Regions from separate parts of the Triticum aestivum genome. Here region 1 is linked to region 2. A link is a contact called in public Hi-C data. All regions are on one chromosome and are shown on one strand. Each heading gives the region's core, a stretch centred on a gene start, on an enhancer-like site or on the middle of the called end of the contact. The rest is flanking DNA. Distances are from core to core; before and after follow the strand shown.

The links. A called contact is a pair of places that touch in the nucleus more often than the background predicts.
Region 1: a Hi-C map of leaf shows a contact between it and region 2, with 5 times the contacts expected there. The contact joins the promoter of LOC123189977 here to the promoter of LOC123189973 in region 2. A contact is called at or near these places in 2 of 5 Hi-C or Micro-C datasets (both in leaf).

The regions. Positions count from the first base shown.
Region 1 is chr2A:646,424,503-646,429,969 of IWGSC CS RefSeq v2.1, forward strand. It overlaps LOC123189977, which reads right to left and starts at 1,977. Exons shown (of 2, transcript XM_044602517.1): 1 at 1,428-1,977; 2 at 440-1,334. The coding sequence starts at 1,892. The coding sequence ends at 699. It overlaps LOC123189976 (protein WHAT'S THIS FACTOR 9, mitochondrial), which reads left to right and starts at 2,242. Exons shown (of 2, transcript XM_044602516.1): 1 at 2,242-3,730; 2 at 4,422-4,643. The coding sequence starts at 2,449. The coding sequence ends at 3,663.
Region 2 is chr2A:646,273,372-646,279,114 of IWGSC CS RefSeq v2.1, forward strand. It overlaps LOC123189973, which reads right to left and starts at 3,415. Exons shown (of 5, transcript XM_044602512.1): 1 at 2,957-3,415; 2 at 2,238-2,630; 3 at 1,321-1,413; 4 at 611-750; 5 at 1-123. The coding sequence starts at 3,298.

The DNA of each region.
Region 1 (5,467 bases), core at 727-3,226, 150 kb after region 2:
CTCAAGAATTTTATCGGAAAAATGGTATCTCGAGAATTTCATCGAAAAAATGATATCTCGAGAAAGACGAGAGATAAGGTGAGGAGAAGTGGGGCGTTGTGGTGACTGGTGGTCGGACTGGGCGGAGGCATGGTGATGGATGGCGCCGGCAGCGGCCACCATGCCAGATTGTTCCAGAGACTTCCTTTTTTAATTGCTCAACAATGAGGTTGTGGGAGATAAGGATGAACGAGGCAAGGCCTTATTTGTAAATGTGAAGAGAGGTGCGGGTATCTTTTATAAAATTGTCATAGTTTGCTTTCAGTCTGTGAGATATAGATACGGTCCATATTACAAGATGGCAGACACACAACATTACCAACTCGTTTTTTAATAAGAGTAGAGATGTATTTTCTTAGATCTTGTATCCAATGCGATGTACCTGTAATGGCTATGAGTATGGGTTAAACTACAGGGTTCTCTAAAAATACATTGATTTGATGGAATATCACATTCTTAGTTGGAATTCCATAAGATTGAATTCATATTTGCATTGCTATAGTTTCATGAGCAATACGTCGATCCATTATTTATGTTGTTGTAGTACCCTTTTCGTTCCAAATTACTTATCGCATAAGTGGATTGATCGGTTTCCGAGGGAGTATCTTTTTTAACCACTACGTGGACGTATATCATGTGACGTGGCGTGCCCAGCTTAATCACTTCCCGCTCGGAACAGTCGCACTGATTAAGAGCTCGGCACCGCCCCCTGCCTGCATCACGACGACAATGCCCTCCTCGGCACCCGGCGAGACGATGCCGCACGAGACGTGCACGGGCTTGCACCCATCCAGCACGGCCTCCTCGAGACCGGCCTCTTGCCAGCACGCGTCCCGAAGCAGGTGCCCCGGAGGCGTCGTCGTCGTCGTCGTCGTCTCCCCGTCACCTCCCGCGCAGGAGCGCAGGACGTTCAGCCCTCCCAGGCCATCGCCGGCGAGAACCGTGAACCGCGTCGGCTTCTCGACCCCCAGCTTCTCGCTGGCCTGCGCGACGCACGCCTCGGCCAGCGCGCGGCGGCCTGGCGCATCGCCGACGACCCTGAAGAGCACGGTGGTCGCGGCGTCGCCGGCCACGGAGACGAGGGGGATGGACCTGAGACGCCTGGTGGCGGCGCGTGGGTTTCGGAAGTAGCGCGTGTACCGCAGCATCTGGTTGGGGACGAGCTTGTTCTGCGCCTGCACCTGCGCGTGCGTGCGCGCCCACGACTTGAGGAAGTTGATGAAAGACAGCGGGTCGGCGAGGAGCAGGCTGCAGCACGCGCCGATGGCGTAGCCGCCGCCCCGGAACCACGTCAACTGCGACCAGAAGCAAGCACGACATTTCTGCGACTGCGATTTGTATCTCAGGAGGTACGAAAATGCACGAAGGGGGAGTTCATGCATGTATACCTGCATGACGAAAGGGGAACACTTCTCGGGGTCCTTGGCCTCCACGTCCGTCGAGAGCGCCAGCGCGGGCTCCTTGCTCGCGCGGTCCTCCGCCTCCAGGAACGCGGTCAAGGTCGTGTCCGCCGACGCCATGAGCAGCCGCACGCCGGCGTCGCAGAGCTTCACGTCCCAGTCCCACGGCCCTTCGCCGCCGCCGGCGTGCCGCCGCCACAGCCGCCCGGCCATCTTCGGGTGGTCGGCCAGCGCCTCGCTGAGCGACTCCTGCACCCACGCGGCCTGCTCCAGCTGCGCCATCGCCTCGCCCTCCAGCCGGTCGCGGTAGTAGAGCACCGCGCGGAACCGGTGCTGCAGCTCCGCGGCCGCGATCGGCGGGCCGGTCACGGCGATGGGCAGCGTCCGCCCGCGCTCCAGCGCGACGCGCGTCGGGACGGCGGTCTGCATGGACTCGACGTGGATATGCGCCATTCTGGCTCGGCGTCTGCGAGCGTCGCCCGTGCGCGCGCGGCCGACCCTGCCAAATATTGCCGAGAAGTGGTGTATTGGAGAACACCTGGAACAGTGCCCAATTTATACGCGGTATGTGCAAGTTTACGTGCCATTGCCATCGACGCATCGTAGTATTTCGAGTCGTTTGATTCTGGCTCTGCGTCTGTTGAGGTCACGCGCATGCTGTGTTGCTGCTGTTGAAATCGAGCTAGTGTTTCGGACTTTCTCCATCGAGGGAAGTGTCACAAACTGTCATGTTTTTTTTTTGAGCTCACAACCTCACAAGTACTGGACCGTTGAAAAGCCCAACTATGTCGACCAAACAAACAGGCCCAGTCCAGGCTAAACCGGGCCGAGTGGCAAGGTCATAGAACCCACTCGTGTTGTCTCTTCTTCCGTCTCTCTGTCCGCCTCGCCGCTCCCTCCTTGTGCGCATTTGCCCGAACACTCCACGCGCGCCGCCAGCCACCCTACCTCGCCCACTGCCGTCTCCTCCACTCACCACACCAGCGACCTCCCCCGCCGCCGCCACGCCATGCAGAAGGTGCGGCTCAAGTGGGTGAAGAACCGCGGGCTGGACCACATCATCGACCGGACCACCTCCATCCGCGCGTCCTGCCTCATGCTCGACTACCTCGCCCGCCAGCCGTCGTCCCCGGTGCCGGCCCGCGCCCTCGCGCGCTTCCAGAAGCCGCTCGGCCTCACCGTCCCCGTGCTCCGCTTCCTCCGCCGCCACCCGACCCTCTTCGCCGAGCAGCCGCACCCGCGCTTCCCCACCCTCCCCGCCTTCTCCCTCACCTCCGCCTCCGACATCCTCCTCGCGCGCCTCGCCCGCGCCTCCGCCGTAGACTCCCACCTCCGCCTCGCGCGCCTCCTCCTCCTCACCCGCTCCAGGTCGCTCCCGCTGGCCTCCATCCTCCCGCTCCGCTTCGACCTCGGCCTGCCCTACGACTTCGCCTCCTCCTTCCCCTCCTCCCACCCCGACGTCTTCGCCGTCTCCAATAACCACATCTCGCTCTCCGCCTCCCGCCTCCCCGACGATATCGCCATATCCTCCCTCCAGCGCCGCCACGCCGAGGCCATCACCGGGGCGACCTACCGCAACCTGTCCCGCCCGCCGTCCTCGTCGCATGCCCCCCTCGCGTTCCCGATGCGGTTCCCGCGTGGGTACGGAGGGATGAAGAAGGTCAAGGCCTGGATGGACGATTTCCACCGGCTGCCTTACATCTCCCCGTATGATGATGCCTCAGGGATCGACCCTGACAGCGACATCTACGAGAAGAGGAACATTGGTTTGCTGCATGAGTTGCTCGGGCTGATGGTGCACAAGATGGTCCGGAGGAATGCCATCCGGTTGCTCCGCGAGGAGCTTGGCCTGCCTCACAAGTTCACGAGGTTGTTTACGCGGTATCCTGGAGTGTTCTACCTGTCGTTGAAGTGCAAGACGACGACACTGGTGCTTCGTGAGGGGTATGAGAGGGGGAAGCTTGTGGAGAAGCACCCCCTCGCGGCGGTGAGGGACAAGGTACAGTATGTGATGCGCACTGGCGTGTTGTACCGTGGGAAGGGCTTGTCCAAGCTGGTTTTAGACGAGGATGACGACGAAGAGGAGGGTACACTGGATGGAGATGAGGAGTTTCAAGGAGAGGGGATGGATGAGGATGCTGATGTTGAGTGCTTTGGTATGGAGATTGTGGATGACGACGGGCCTGGCAATGATGATTATGATGAACGCGATAGTTATGATTGACACTGGATGGTGATTTCTGCGTGCCGCATGTTGCTGTTTTGAGATAATGGGTGGTGACTTCACTCAGGTGAGGATTTCAGCAACAGGTTTCAACTTAGTACCTGTAAACTAGGGGTTCACACATGGCTTTCAGCAACCTGAAAATGAGTGGTTTCAGAAGGCAATCATAATACCATTGTGAATTGCTAGTTCCACTAAATTTTTGATGTATTTTATATTGTCTGCTTGAGATGTAGAAAGCTTGTTTAGATACCTAGTTTCTATGGTCATCTTTTATTTGTCGAGGTGAATGTCCCTATGGCTCTCTCTGCTCTCTGGATAGCATGAGATGAGAGTCATCACGATTCAACTGTATGTTAGATAGTTAACCGAACACATTTTCATGTACAGCTTCTTATTCAATTTGTGACACACACAAAATAGAGTTGCAGCTATCTTAGGTTTGTTGATTGTTGTAATGAGTGGCTGTATTTGCCAAAGGGGGTATTACTGTAGAAGATGTTATCACATCTTCCTTTCTTTTCTCTTTTTGAGGGAAAAAGATGTTATCACATCTTCTTGGGGAAACCATTATTCTTGTTGGTATATTAGAAACTGTCAAGCCATAATGTAGTGTCTAGTGCTAGAGGTACTCTAACCCTTATAATATTGCTTGTCATGGGGGCTAGAAAATTAGAAATAACTCAGAAGGCAGCTTGATACCTGGATGTTGGATAGCCTAGCTTCGAGACGCTTAATTCTCTCTGTCTCTATTTCAGGGCATGAAGCAAGCCTCACAAGGACTAAGTTATGAACTTTAGCCAGGTTATGGCTGCAAATTAGATGTCGGTTTTGTAGGTGAGACTTAATCCTGTTTGGGCAGACGATGATTTGATCAGATTTGGGCAGACAGTGACCAAATGCAAACTATGATTTCCTTGATTGCAGAAGATCTGCTTGGAATTTTATTGAAGTTGGAATAAAATGTAGATATTTCTTGATTAAGTTGGCTCATTTGTGAGGTGGAAAACATTTATCTGTTGCTAACCTTTTGTGATGACAACCAGCCTCTCTCACCAGTCACCAATGATAGACATGAGTGTGGCAGTGTCTCTGACTCCTGCTCCTTACAATCTTTCCAGCCAAAGTGATGCTGACCCCCTTTGCAGTCTTGGCAACTTCTGTAGGACAAATGATTTGAGCTTGCCACGATTATTCTGAAGCCACGTTCTTTCTTTCTTGTTTTCTTAAAAATGGTGCGGTTTTGGTTATGTCTGGCTTAATTTGCCCTGCATGAAATTTCTGTAGCAAGTTCAGTGTGACTTTCAATGATAATTTTAGAGGTTACAAGTCTTAAATGCCATATTAAAACCTGAAATGCTCAGAAACTGATACCACTTTCAAGTATCTTGGGTTTTTCAACTGGCACCTCCAAGGCTCCAACTCCAAGGTTAGGAAATCAGGTGGTATGCTCTTCTGCGTCAGTTCACTTCACTCCTTGAATTTGGCAGATGATTTTCTGCTCCAGTAGGTCTGTTGTCAGAGCATAAGTATTGTGTGTAATATTAAGCCATCTTCTCAGTCTCAGTGTGCACTGTGCACACCTGGGTGATTGATATAAGTTGCTTTACGAAGTCTTGCCAATTGATGTTGCTTGGTGTGGGTATCAGTTCCTCTGGGAATGCTAGAAATTGTTTTGTTTCCATCATAAATGGTGCTGACATGTTGAGCTCCTTTGATCAACCCCGGTCTTCACTGCACTTATCTGCGTTTGCCGACCAAAGAATTATTTGTCCAGGTTTCTTGCCTTCTTTTCATTTTGCTA
Region 2 (5,743 bases), core at 2,165-4,664:
TCTTTCACTTTCTCGCTGAAAATTGGTGTTGCACTGACTTCATATACTTTCCAGGGGCCTGTCAGTTCTGATGGTTTTGTCCGCTTTCTTTGAGAGAAAGGACTGACGTCAACAGGGGTATTACTGCAAAAAGAAAACATGCTATTCAGGAAGACCAAGCATAATTAGTTCATTAATCTACAAAAAGGCTGATGGTTCTTGTGCGTGAAAGAATAGCTGCTGAGACATGAAAGTTATGTTGCCAAACTATAGGAGGCCGATATATAAGACAGTTCAGATCATGAGGAAAAAGCATGCTCAAGCTGTAGATGAGAATGTCTTCAATGCTGTGAAAGTAGAAAGCATCTTCAAAGGATGAAATCAAGCAGCAGTAAACCAAGTTTTCAATTAGCCTTGTTTTAATTCGTCGCAAACAAACTACAGTCTGTGTTATGATATTCTGTGTCCTTTCTAGATTGGTGGCACCAATCTGACACTATTAGTAAACCAATTCATCATTGTTCAATCTGTACAGTTTCCTCCTGAGTCATGATTGCTGAATAGCAATAAAGATATATGTCATGAGCAGAAAAACAGATAAACTTGTAGTACGGGGCAACAGGAATCATACTCTTCAACATGGATATTTGCTGGGCTAGCCCATTTTTCTTCATACACAGCAACCCTTACAGTTTGTATATTCGCTCCTCCTTCACTGAATTCAATGGTATGCACAATACGCAGTCTTTTGTGGCATCCTTTGACCAAACTCTAAAACAAAGCTCGATGTCATTGTCAGTTATGGATTGACAAATCCAAACCCACAGACAACACAAAGTGTCGAAAGGAGAAAGTTAAAGGCAGTTACACATGAAATGTATTATATTTATACATATACATGATCCTCAATAATTCATTCCCATAACAGTTGGAGCAGACTCTCCAGCAAAAGGCCAACATGATAATCATATTCTTGAACACAAACTAGTTGATTAGTAGCTACCTCTGCAATATGATTCCATAATACTAGCTGGCACAGATTGTTGTTACAAAACAAAGAAAGAGGAGGAGTCCCTAGCACATCATCAAAAGCATGTATACCAGCATCAATGTTGAGTTTGCTGTTTAAGCGTCTGTATGATTCATAAGAGCAATTCACATGTCTATGCAATAGTTATCACATGAGTCTAGTTTTGTTCCTCTTGTAAAAAGCAAAACAAAAAACAGATCTCAAAGGAAAGCATCAGGCAAAAGACTAATTCTCAGTCAACATTGCAGTATTTTACTGAACAGAAATTCAGTTTTTGGGGCAGATAGTAAAGTTCAGTAGAGAAAACATACTTGCTCAAACTGATACGTTGGTGAAAGGAAGTATTTAGATTCATCATATTCACCGATTTCGATATCGAGTGGACCTCTAGAGTATGATCCATCCTGAAAACGAAAAATGCAGTGGCCAGAGGAATAAGTCGATAATTCGACAAAACAGGAAATGTGTAACATTACTGAATTTAATTAGGGGAGATGATAACCCAGTCTTACAGCGAACAAATGTGATTGAACAGTAATGGATATACTTAATGTCAACAATATATTTAACTTACATGGGGAGGAACGAAAGGTCAGGAGCTGCATGGCTAGTTTGACATGGGGGAAACGTATTTTCTGAGCTAGATTATCTGCCTTATAGTTGTAGGGTAAGGCTAAGGAGATAACTCTACAGATTGTCTGGAAGCTCCTAGGATCTGTTTCAGTTTTTCTTGCGTGGCTCGTTTGTGAAAAGAAAGTTTGCTTGAATACAAACTAGCTGTTCAAGTTAAACTCGTCTTTAGAAAAGGACAGAGCTTAAGCTATGCAAACTATATCCAAAAAAGACCACCATGGTTCATGATTTTCCACAGACTCTGAAAAGTGAGCAGGCACTATGAGCATCTTAATAAGGTGCTGCTACTGAAGCAAACCTGCTGAGAGGTTCAAGGTTTAACATCACAACTAACTGCCTTTTCTAAAACACCATCTAAGCGTTCTATTTTCAGCATCAGGAAATAGGCTGTGGTTATAACTTCTAGATTACAACAGTAAAGAGGAATGCAATCATATTTTTGGTTCAGTTAGTTATGGCTAAATAAAATATACAGTGTAAGTAAGGTCAATCATCTATTGCAACTTTCAAGAGCTGAACAAGAAAAGATGTTTCAAAAAGCATTGGGAGTATTTGAAAAGGGCAGAAAAAATGGGTGAAGAGAAAAGAATCTTACCTCAAAAAATACAATCCCTGGTTCTTCAATCATAACATCTTCATCGAGTACATCGCTCTTTTTAAGATCAAAATATTCATGTGCAGGTAAATCAACAGTCCCACTTGAGCTACCATGATTCCATTCATCATCGCTGGCACTCTGCTTCTCAGCTTCCCCGTGAGGATTGAGTTGCACCCAATTTGTCTTCCTTCGGATCTCGGTTCCATGACCACTATCATACGACTTCTCAATGAGAGAAAGGGTGTAGCAATCATAAAGATACTCCTGTTTGCTTCCTAGTCCAACAGGTTCCATCTCTGCTGTGATTGGTGAGAACACAGCTCCGACACCCTTCCATACGCCACTTAAGCTACTCGCAAATGTATCCCAGGAAGGCCTTAATACAGATTCCTAATAAGATAAAAGAAGACAATACTCAATATACCAGAAATTACATCAACGGGATAGTATTTACTGGCCTGGTAACTGCTGTTTGATTGCAAGTATGCTTCATTACAGTTCAGTCCGTAGTTCCCCACTATCTGAACTTCTGAAGCTAGCCCATTGCAAGTGAGTAGTGAAATGCTTTGCGAAGTGCACACTGCAGTGGACTACAGACTACTTGTCGTTGGTTAAATGGATAAACTGAACTTATACTCCTCATCAAATCGCAAAATTGATTCGCTGGCCAAAGTTCTAGACACGCGTGCCCATGGCACAAAAACAGTCCAGTGTACCTGGGTCTGGAGCACGGTCTCGACCTCCACCAGCATGGCACCGGAGACCAGAACCCTCGAGCCCGCGTCATTCTCCTTCCTCCTCCTCGGCGGCGGGGGCGGCCTGCTGCGGCCGGCCGGGCGCCTCCGCCCGCGGTGACTCTTTTGGGACCGAGACTTCTGCTCGGCGGCGCGTTCGTTGTCTACGCTCCAGACGTTCTCCTTCCCCCTGGACGACGCCCTCCCGCCCCGGGCGGCGCACCGGACGGTAACCCTGGTAGAGGTGGAGGGGCGCTGGCAGTGGGCGCTGGCGCCCAGGACGGCGGGGCTGCCCCCGCACGCGCCCAGGCACGGCGGCTGCATGCTCTCGATCGGTGAGCGGCTGCTCGGCGAGTGTGCAGCCGGCGGTGGCGGAGGCGGATGGTTTGGACTTCGCGGATAGTGCCTCGGAGACCGTCGTTACGATGACACGCGGGCCCCGCGGCTACAAAGAGGAGGGAGACCTATCTCCCGGGGAACACGCCTCTCCAACTTGCAAGCGTACTTCCGGGATACGCTTTTGGTGATGGAACTTGATACGCTTTTCTTAACGAAAGCAACTTTTCGTAAACGCCTTCCTAATAATCTGTTAATGCGAGAAAACTGTGGCGAAAGTGTGACTACAGTAGTGTGGCACTGATGCATTAGGGCCAGTAATTAAAAAGAAGACGTGGCTAGCGGCGCCCGAGCGCCCGCTGATGGGAAGGAGGGCTCTTCCAAATATGAAAGGAGCAGCCGACGCGTCTGATGTGATCCACAAAAAAAAAAGAATCTTGTCCGCACATTCATTTATTTGGGTGTTCAAAAAATTTAAAAAACTGTAACTTTTGATTGAAGCGTCCAAATTCAGTTTCGTTTTCACATCCGGGTTTCTCGCGACGAGTTCTTCAAAACTAGCTCTCATATTGATAGGTTTCGTCGAACTTTTTTTCGAGGCAACTTTGGGTCCGATGGAGGCAACTTTAGTGCTATAGGAAGGCAACTTCATTTTTTTCCTAGTAGGACTACCTATTAGGTTGGTTAGTGTAAAAAAATGAGAAAATCACACAAAATATGAGGCATCTTTAGTGCTACATATAAGCAACTTCATTGCACTACGTGTATCAATGAAGTTTGCTAACATTATCACAACTTGGCTACCATAGCTGCTCAGTTGCCTACCCTGGATGTTTAGTTGGCTATCATTGATGTCCAGTTGCTTACAATACTATGAAATTGGCCTACCATTGATGTCTAGTTATCTGCTATTGGTAATTAGTTACCTACCACTGCTGCTCAGTTGTCTAACTTTGTAATTAGTTCACTACAATATTATGAAGTTGCTTATCATTGCTTTTTTCTAAGTTGCTTAGAAACACTATGAAGTTGCCTATCAGAGATGCTCAGTTGACTGTCATTAATATTTCAGTTGCCTAAAATATATTAAAAAGTTGCCTGTCAATGTTGCTAAGTTGCCTATATACAAAACTAAGTTGTTTATCATAACGAACAGGTATTCTATGCAACATAGGATAAGATTAGACTACTCACTAATCATGATAGGCAACTTAGGACAGGCTACCTCAGAAAGTAAGTTTCCTATAGCACTATCAATATGGAGATGGAACTAGTTATGATAGAATACTTGCTGGTTGTGGTAGAAAACTTCGAGATTGTTATGCACTCGAGCGGTACACAAAAAAAGTTAGCAACTTTTGGGGTGTATTTATACAACAACAGTGCACTCACCAAACAACTCATGTGTACTCTGAGTTGGTATCTAGAAAAAAGCAACCACATGTGAAAAAGTCTAAGTTCACCATTGATGGGGCTATTGGAGGCAAACAAGAACAATAACTTTAAGATTGTTATGCACTCGAGTATCACACAAAAAAAGTTAGCAACTTTCAGGGTGTTTTTGTGCAACTCTAGTGTATTCAACAAGCAACTCATGTGTGTTTTCCATTATTATATCCAGAGATTCAAATTGTTTTTGCTGGCAACTCGTGCCAAAATTATGAACAACTTGTGTAATTTTGTGGGCGATTGTCTAATCCGTCCTCTATGAAATTCTCATCGCCATGTATACAACTTCTCATCTATCCCCACTTTCTCAACTAGCCAACACCCGCGAACTGGCTAGCCAACACACACACGCTAAAGGTTGAATGCAAAATATGCATAATATATGTTGAACGCAAGTTGCTTCTTTAGTATTGAAGGTTGCCTCCATGTAATTTTAAAATTGCCTACGAATGATGCTCAGTTGCCTACATACGATGAAAATTTGCCCCACATGGTTTTTATGTTGTCTATGATATACTTGATAGGTAAATTCACTAGTACACATGATGCAAGAAAGTTGCTTCTATTTAGTACTAAAATTGCCTCGACTGGAACCAAAGTTGCTTTTAAAAAAAATTCATCGAAACATGTACATATGGGATCTAGTTCTGAAGATCTCGTCGCAAGACACCGAATGATGAAAACGGATTTTCATTTTGACACTCGGTTCAAAAGTTTTAGCTTTAAAAAAAATTAAGACGAAATAAAGTGGGATGACATCAGCACATGCATGCAGATAATCCTTAGTGACCATGCACCACCTGACAACACCATATACATAGCGAGGAGGAAGGAGGCCGTTTTCTTAGCAGTTTTGTCGCGTAGTAGGTGGGCAAACATGGGACAGCTGGCGTGTGCGCTCGCAACGTCCATCCGGCGCAGCTGGGCGATTAAGAATTCAGGTTAAAAAAATCGCTGCTGCCCTAGTATTTGAATTTACAAACT